Regions from separate parts of the Podarcis muralis genome. Here region 1 is linked to region 2. A link is a contact called in public Hi-C data. All regions are on one chromosome and are shown on one strand. Each heading gives the region's core, a stretch centred on a gene start, on an enhancer-like site or on the middle of the called end of the contact. The rest is flanking DNA. Distances are from core to core; before and after follow the strand shown. Region 1 holds the start of HES3 (hes family bHLH transcription factor 3). Region 2 holds the start of LOC114603146 (claudin-16-like).

Region 1 (4,729 bases), core at 472-2,971, 160 kb after region 2:
AAGGGTACTGGAGTCTCACCACCTGTCCCCTGATGTACCAAGCGCCTCCCTTCTGCCGACCCCCACCCCCACCCCATCCTGCACTTACGAACATCAGAATCCGCCCTATACTAAGCCAGACTATTGATGCATCTAGTGTGTTATTGTCCTCACTGACTAGCAGTGGCTCTCCAGGGTTTCAGGCAGGAGACATCCCCAGTCCTACCACTGGGGATTAAAACTAGGACCTTCTGCATGCCAAGCAAGTGCTCCACCACTGAGCTGCTCCGTTCTTCCAACACTGGTGTGATGAAAAAGGTAAAAAGACGGAGAGGGTGAAGAGGAGAAGGGGGTCCTTTGTGCTCCTGCCTCTGTCATTTTCAAAGTAAAATGTAACCCGCTTCCATGGAGATAAACTGGCTCCCTGACTCTCCCTCTCTCCTGGAAATGCAAGGGAAGTGGGAGCCTCACCTGATGGGAGTAGTTCTTTTCCAGCAGAGCTTTGAGTTGCTCTAGGGAGAGGTTGATGCGAGCTCGTCTCCTCTTCTCCATGAGGGGTTTGGAGACCTGAGAAAATGCACACGGGGGGGATCTATTTATTTGTTTATTTTATTTATTACATTTCAGTCCCACTTCCCCCCCTCCAAGGAGCTCAAGGTGGCATGCACAGTTCTCCCCCTCCTAATTTAATCCCAACGACAACAACCACCCTGTGAGGTAGGTTAGGCTGAGAGGCAGGGACTGATTCCCAAGCTTAATGGAAGCGGAGGAAATTAGAACACTTAGAAGTCCAACACTCTGACCATTACACCGCACTGCCTTTCAGGTATCAGCCAGGCTTAACTCTGGAACTTAAACCACATTATATCACATAATACCATATTATTACATATTCATTCGTTGCTTACTACAATTTTTTTTGTCTCAAATGCCATTTTTTAAAAAAGGTATACAACTTCTGAAGCGAGAAGAGATGAAGAGACTCCTGAGTGCACACAGAGTGCATTCTTTCCACCACAGAATAAAGACATAGGTGGTGCCGGGGGGGGGGCAGAGGGGCAAGCACCCCCCACAAAGAATCTCACTCTCACCACTTGTCTGCCTCCTGTGGCTGGACTTCTGCCATTAACAGAGACTGTTAATTATCTTTCAGAGATGTTATTATGTGGGGCACAACACAACTTGCCCACATAGAAATAAACTTTTCCCCTTCTGTGCCCCCCCATATTTTTTGCTGGTGCCCCTACTGCCTACAGAGAGTTGCCAGACACCTGTAGATTGTGGGTGGGTGGGGAAGAGCTTTCAGGTCAGAGCAATCTTTTTTTGTCTAGATATTGACTACTGGCTTTTTGCAGTTTCTCCCTATATAAGCTCAGGGGAATCTCCAACTATTCCTGGCATTGGAAACAGGTGCCATGCTGATCTTGGGAACACATTAACCCCTGGGCAAAAACACATGGCAAAGGGACCCTTTTCTGTTTCCACCCTGGGGAGGGAGGGCAGGTAGGCTGCCCCCTGTCCTTTTGCTCCCATCTGTAGCATCAGACCCACCAACCTTGCGGAAGGAATTGAGCGCCCTCCTCTCTTGCAGTCTGTGGTCCGTACCCATCCTGCATCCTCTGCCCTCCCTGCACCAAGGAGGTGGCATTTTATCTCCGGAGTCGTTTTTCCATTTCAATGGGTCCATTCAGGCTGGGGAACCTCCCCCGCAAAGGGGAGGGAAGTGGTGGAGGGTGGAGGAGAGGGTAGCGGCTTGCAGAGAGATGGAGGGCGGGATACAGGCATTGGGATCTGCCTGCATCAAACGGCTTTCAGGTCCCGCTTTAAGGACAGATTTGTTATCATGCGCTTTGCCTACTTAGAAACATCCAGGCCTTTGGGGAGAGGAAGAGGGGCTTGGTGGTGGAAGGCAGCAACACCCACCCCACGCCCCTGGTGAATTGTTCCTCATTGTAATGTCCCTCGAGCATGTACAAAGCGCTTTCCCATTTCCACACAGCCTACAAACAAGCTAGGATCAGGAGGGAAGCCAAAAGGGACTCCATAACCTCTTTGTTGATCAGTTAAGCACTTGCTTAACCCCAGGGACGACTGCTTTAAAGGCTCAAGTGGGGACTGTTTTGTCTCCTGTAAAAACGCCCAGGCCAAATAATAATGAGTTGATTATGGCACTTGGATCCTGGCGCTTGCTTAATCCAAATGCAGTGGTACCTCGGGTTAAGTACTTAATTCGTTCCGGAGGTCCGTACTTAACCTGAAACTGTTCTTAGCCTGAAGCACCACTTTAGCTAATGGGGCCTCCCGCTGCCGCCGTGCCGCTGCTGCACGATTTCTGTTCTCATCCTGAAGCAAAGTTCTTAACCTGAAGCATTATTTCTGGGTTAGCGGAGTCTGTAACCTGAAGCGTATGTAACATGAGGTACCACTGTACACTGGAGGTTGGGGGACAAATCCTAGGCAAAGCAGCCAATCAACAGCTGAATCCGACTTCAGCCCTAAGCGCAGCCCGTTTAACTCATGACCTGAAATATAGGATTGCGTTGTAAGTCGCCAAATGTTGGCTTGAGGGTTGTATGCTCCCTTCCCATTCTCATCCCAGCCCTTCCTCCTCCTGGTGCTGTGATTCGAGGAGTCTCAGACAAGGACGTGGGAGAGACCAGTGTTCGAATCCTCTCTCGGCCCCGAAGCTCACTGGGTGACCTTGGCTCGGCCACAGCCTCTGGGTCTCTAACCTACCTTACAGGGTTGTTGTAAGGTTGAAATGGAGAGCCACGCGCAGTGCCTCGATAAAAGAAATGTTTAGGCTCCCTTGCAGTTGAAGAGCCAGGATCCAAAGCCCTTCCTCTCAGGGGGGTCTCCCTGAGTGGCCATCCATCCGCACATTTCATGCTGGGGACGAAGGAGGAGAGCTGGACAATGTAGCAATTTTCTGCCTTTTTGTGACTGTAAAAGAGCGTAGCCGCTCTCGCTGAGCTCCGCCTGGACATGTGTCCCATTAAAGCATGGCAGCGAGGATGCAAGGGGGGGGGGGGGCAGGCACACCGCTTGCTGTTAAGTGGTCGGGAATGCTCCACTTTCCCCTGTCCTCCTTTCTCATCCCAGGGAACCCCCAGGGGATAGGACTCTGCTCAACTCCCTCTATAGCTGCAAGGAAGACGTAGCTCAGTGGCAGGGCACTTGTCTTGCATGCAGAAGGCCGCAGGTTCGAATCCCCACGGGGTCTACAGGTGGAGCTGGGGAAAGACTCCCTGTTTGAAATATTGGAGAGCTGCTTCCAAGTCCGTGTAGACGCTACTGAGCCAGATGGAACACAGCAGTCCGACTCCATATATGGCAGCTTCCTATGTTCCTGCAGCGTTTTCTACACTTCCTTGCTTTTGCTGGTGCTTAAGACACCCCTGCAAGGTAGGCCAGTAAGGGTGACAGCACCCCATGTCGCAAGTCACCACATTTGCCAAAGACCACCTCAGGGCTTTGTGGCAGAAGCAAGACGAAACAGAGGGCTTCCAGACTCACAGCACAGCCCTCTTTCTTCCCATCACACCCCACACTTTCTTCCCTGGGGTCGGGGATTGGCATCAGAGTTGCTTCTTTGTGCCAGGGCTGAGCCACTGGAGACATGACATGTGCCTCTGAGCATGTGCAGAGTGCTTTCACTCAGGCCTTAGTAGAGAGGATGCTAACTAAAGATAGATTTTCCATGTTGACTGGCAGTCTAACTTCGAAGCAACAAATACTTGGGTGTGGGATGAACTAGAGGGGAAGGCGGATCTCTTAATGTCCTGCTTGTGGGTTTTTCCAGAGACACCTTGTCTTACACGGTGAGGAAGTGTGACTTTTGGGTCTGATCCAGCAGCACTTTCCTTGCATGTCATTTGTTTATTTCGGCATTAATAGTTGTACTGAAGTTTTCTGTACATTAAATAGTGGGAGGATTTTGATTCTTTGCTTTTGCAAGAGAGCATAACTGAGCCAAGAGGTTTAGAATGGGTGACTAACAGCCAGGGAAGGAGGACAAAATTGCAGAGCACCCCTCATTCTTCTAGCGATGCAATTCACGAAATCAATTTCCTGCAGAGTTGGGAAGCTGTGTACGTTTGGAATAACCCCCCTCCCCTTTTTACAGTACTGCTATATTTTGGACATTGCTTGATGTTTTCTCTTATCTGTATAATCACTAGGTTCTTAATCCCAAGAAGAATAAGAAAGAAGATCGAAAGAAGATACACTTTCCTAGGCAGGCTTTGATGATCTCGGGGTTCCTTGCCCCTGGACCTTGTGACTGCATTTTTTTTGGGGGGGGGAGGCTGGGTTGTTTCCCTGCCTCCAAAGTGCACATGGGAAATGAGCTTGGCTGGGGAGGGGGGAGGCGTGGCCCTAATTCTCCTCGCCCCAGGCCTGCCCCATGAAGCCTGAGTCTCCTGTTGAGGAACCCATTCACTGCCACCGCCTCCATAATAGGCGATTCGCTTTGGTGCCTCAGACAAAAACCCCAGATGTTGCCAGGCGCGGCCTGGCGGTGGGAGCCGGGCTGCTGCTGCTGGTGGTTTGGTGGGGAAAACAGATGAGGAGAATGCCAATGACTATCCAACCCGCGCATGCTTGCCCCCCACCCCAGCTAAGGCAGGCACGCCTGCTCTGAAATTGTAAATGGAAGCCAGCTTGGCTGGAGGTGGGGGCCTCCTGGCCATTGGATGGCCCAGAGGTGGCCAAAGGAAGTCTCCCCCCTGCCTGCAATTTGTCCTCCCTC
Region 2 (4,573 bases), core at 1,437-3,936:
TGGAGGCTCTATTCCAAGCTAGCATGGTTCCAGGTAGTTGTTGATTTTTTAGCCATATAAGCTAATGACCATCCCCAGAGCCTGTGCTAATAATTCCCAAATTCTTTATATTTAGAAAAATAAATAAAAACATGCAAATATTCTGTTGGCCTTCCAATCACTCTGTGGCAGTGAGGTTGTTCACAATGCTGATTTGTAGCGACTGGCAGCCCCTTTGCTTTATAGAGAAATGATGTCAGCAAATTGAAAACCCAGAAAGCAGGAGAAGAACTGAAATAACCAGGAATTCCGTTTGTGGGTGTGAAATAATGGATTTCTAGAGCCCCAGCAATCTCCTGGGGCCGTGGCAAGTTATAAATGGAGAAGAGGAAGTGAAAGGGAGGCGTCAGTTTACCAACCAACAGCTTCTGTGGTCAGAAGCCAGCCACTTGGCACAGACCAGTAATTATCTTTTTTTCACACAGCCTTGGTTGCCCCCCGTGGGAAGGTCATAGTATTGCATGTGCACAGTCAAGAAAAACCAATTTAGTGATTTTACAGCAGCAGAACCAGTTTGCTGCACTCAGTGCAGACATCCCAGCGTTTGGACAATGCCTCCCATTCGCTTCCCTGCCCACCACCCAACCGTCTCAAGGTCCATCGCCTGCCACTGCTGCTGTGCCAACCAGGGTAAAGGTAAAGGGACCCCTGACCATTAGGTCCAGTCGTGACTGACTCTGGGGTTGCGGCACTCATCTCGCTTTATTGGCCGAGGGAGCCAGTGTACAGCTTCCAGGTCATGAGGCCAGTATGACTAAGCCGCTTCTGGTGAACCAGAGCAGCATACTGAAACACCATTTAAATTCCCGACAAAGTGGTACCTATGGTATTGATCTACTTGCACTGGCATGCTTTCGAACTGCTAGGTTGGCAAGAGCAGGGACCAAGCAATGGGAGCTCACCCCATCGCGGGGATTCGAACCGCCAACCTTCTGACTGGCAAGTCCTAGGCTCTGTGGTTTAACTCACAGTGCCACCTGTGTCCCTGCCAACCAGGGAGCTGTCTTTAAAAGGGGTCATCCTTGACAGCAGCTTGGTGGAGCTCGATGGTCAGATTTGGGACGTGACGTTTACCGGGATGCGGGTTCAGGTAAGAGCTGAAGACATCGCAGGTCCAGATTTTGACAAACTTGTCCCAAACGCACTCTCCCCATAGTCCTCGGCAACGCATGCTGAGGACCACAGAGCCTTTGCTGTTCACCTGGAAGAGATGGGGGGAAGGGGAGGCAGGAGTGAGGGAGCCTCAGATCAGTTACTGGTCTTCAATAGATGGACCACTCGGGGCTAAAACACTTAGACACCTGTTCAGTTGAAGCGGTGCAGCAGCTAAGGCAGGGCTATCTGCTGGCAGCTAGATCATAGCAGAGACTACGCATGCACCATGCATCTTAAGCATTTCCTTACCACAAAGAATTCTGGGAACTGTGGTTTACAGTTCTTAAACTACAGTTCCCAGGATTATTTCTTTTGAGAGGAGGATACATGTGCTTTAAATGTATGCAGCCAATGCCACAGCCTCAGTAATAGGTACTAGACGGATAACATCTGGAAGGATGGGTTGTAATTTTAATAAAGTAACCATGATAATATTGGCTCACCTGTACATCATTCTGTGAATTTTATGGGGAAGTTCTCAAGGTTTTATGAGCTTTTTGAAAAGCTCATACCACTTACTTACAAAGCACAGCAATGACAAAAATTACTTACAAAGCACAGCAATGACAAAATTCCTCCACCCCCCCCCCTTCAATCACATGCCCTCTGAAATTGCCCAAAGACTGTTATAAATGAGCATATGAAAATCTGATGCAAATCTGGGTCATGGGCCTTTGCCTAAATTTCAAATGCTTTAAAATACCTAGCAACACCCCTGGAAGCGACTAACCCCTTTTAAAATTCCCACCAACTCTGCTTAAACCCTTAGGAACTAATACATTCCTCCACTCTCTGATACCTAAGGGAACGAAAAGCCCAATTATGCACAAGGCAATGAAATCGTAGACCTAAACTCCTAGCCCTTCCCATTCCTTTCTATTTCCCTCCAGTATTCTATAGATGAAATTAGGGACCAGCAGCTGTCCTTCCCCATTCTAGAAACTCCTTGGAGAGGAAGCTGAACCCTGAAGCATGGCCACAGCCAGAATTTTAACAAGACATCTGTAAAAGGCATGAATCAGGGGCAGTGATTTCCTTCTCTGAGCCCTCATCCCGAGAAAGAGACAAGGAAATATGGCAAACGGGGACATTTGGAGCACATATCTTATTCCTGGCACCCAACCAACCAACCAACCAACCAACCAGGTGCCCCTCCCAGACCCTTTCTGAAGAGTGGCAAGGGAAATGGCTTGCTCTTCTTACCTGCCAGCAGTCTGTGCAGATGGCACCCACGGTACAGACAAAGGAAAAGGCCCCCAAGAAAATGGAGAGCAGGCTCGCGGTCAGCCCCATGGAAGAGACTTTGTGGAAGGAGTAAAGGGCCCAGCAGCCAGCCCCACTGGGCTCCAGCTCTGTCCTTCTGCCCTAAGGGGTTCTCCCACCTGGCCCAGACAAGGGAACACTAGGCATTGGAAAGCCACCCCCCTCGCTAAAACCTGGATGCTTGGAGACCTCCTCATTGGGCCTGGCTTAGGGGCCGAACATGCAGCGGTGCCTTTTAATGAAATGGGAGGCTTTGGCTGCGGAGATTAATGGGGCACAGAGAAGCTTAAATGTCAGGCGGAACGGAAGAGGCAGCCAGCCAGCCAGCTCTGGGACCTGTTGGCAGGGCCAGATAAAGAGAGGCCCTGGGTTACTCCACTTGTGAGGCCCCTCCTCACCCCCACCCTCCCAACTAGAAGAAAATCGAAGAGTGTTACAAACAAAATTGAGTGAAGCCAAGGATGATGACGGGTATTTAAAATTCTACAATTCACAATTTCTCCTCTAAAGGACATAAGATATTATTGTTAAATACCATGGTGATTTTTAAAAATGCATAAAATTAGCACTGAAAAACTTTTGCAGTAACTGAACTTTGTAAACCTTTTGTGGCCTGAGCAGGCCTGGAACTAGTCCCCATGTCTTGTTCCTCTCTAAGGAATCATGTTCAGCCTTCATGGCATTAAACCATGGCTCAGCATCCTCTGAGGTTAAACTTTGAACCTCTTGGAAGACTGAAGGTTCCCAAACCTTCTCCGAGTTACTAACAGCAGCTGTATCTGCTATGACTGTTTTGGCAAACTCTTCAGCATACTTTTTGGGTGGTTTACCCTTTGCGGCCCTTTCAGATCTGTGTACTATACACAAGTCTTCCATGCTAGGCTTCTCTTCTCTAGGAGAATGGTGGGCAGGCCGGGTCGTCCTCTTATATACCTGCTGGGATTGACAAGGCATCTGACCCTCACCTGAATCTCATAGCTCTCCTGTAGCTGCATCTGGTTACTTATCATTTAACTCTTGGGGAAAATAATTAGCATCACACATCATGTGCATGGAAGTTGCTGAACCAATTAACCATAGAAGGATTACTGTTAATAGCACCAGGAGCAGGGCTGTCTTAACTGTTGGCACTAGGGGTGCACGGCACCAGGGCGCGGGCTCTCAGAGACACCAGGCTGAGAGTCTGGGGGCGAGTGTTGGAGTCCGGGGAAGAGCTGCCGACAGTTGAGTGGAGCAGAGCCCGTTGGAGTGCCACCGGCTCTTCTGCTGCAGGTGGCTCTTCCCTGGACTCCAACACTCGCCCCCGAACTCACGCTGAGCCACAGCAGCAGAAGAACCCACAGTGCTCCAACAGGCTTGGCTAGGCTCAGTTGTTGGCTCTTGCCCCAGCTGCATGGCAGCTAACTGTTTGGGCGCCGCGCCCAGAGCACCATGTAACATTGTGGTGGGATCCGCAGCGCACTGACAGCACCAAAGGCAGCAACAAAACTCGACAAATAGGAGCACATGGATCCTGTCTGGAGATGTTGCCTCCGATGCCGCTTGCATTCCCCATTGTTCTGCACTGGCACCCCATGTTGGACATTGCTGGGAGTGTGTGCCAACAGCGGAAAAGCCAGCAAAGGAACCCGCAGCTTGGCGCACGCAGCAGGATGCGTCGCACAGTGCCCACAACATTACACGGCCCTCTGGGTGCTGCACACGCAGCCGAAACCGTTAATCGCCATGCGGGGGAAGGCAGCGGGCAGACAGCACAGTGACTGTGCATGCTGCCTGACATTTTGTCCCCCCCAGCATGGAACCCGCACCCCCTTCATATGCCCCTGTGCGTGGGGCACTGGCACCCCTTTTGGTTTGGTGCTGTGAGTCCCTGTGTCCCACAACTGTTCTAAAGGTAAACAATTATTTCCTTTAAAAAAGAACTATTTCCTTTAAAAGGTCGACAATTCTGGGCAACCTAGGGGCGCCGGGTCGATCAACCCAAGTGGAGGTGACGATCTTCTTGTGCCATCCTTGAAACTACAGTGAAGGAGACACTCTAAGCAGAACAGGAGGAGAGAACTGCCTTCTACTGAGCTCATTCACAGGGCCGTCTTAAGCATATGCAGCGCCGGGG

The links. A called contact is a pair of places that touch in the nucleus more often than the background predicts.
Region 1: a Hi-C map of tail shows a contact between it and region 2, with 2.1 times the contacts expected there. The contact joins the promoter of HES3 here to the promoter of LOC114603146 in region 2. A contact is called at or near these places in 2 of 3 Hi-C or Micro-C datasets (blood and tail).

Annotation. Positions count from the first base shown.
Region 1 is chr7:28,456,382-28,461,110 of rPodMur119.hap1.1, forward strand. HES3 (hes family bHLH transcription factor 3) reads right to left here and starts at 1,722. Exons shown (of 4, transcript XM_028740473.2): 1 at 1,535-1,722; 2 at 451-546. The coding sequence starts at 1,666.
Region 2 is chr7:28,294,870-28,299,442 of rPodMur119.hap1.1, forward strand. LOC114603146 (claudin-16-like) reads right to left here and starts at 2,687. Exons shown (of 5, transcript XM_028741937.2): 1 at 2,398-2,687; 2 at 1,114-1,240. The coding sequence starts at 2,487.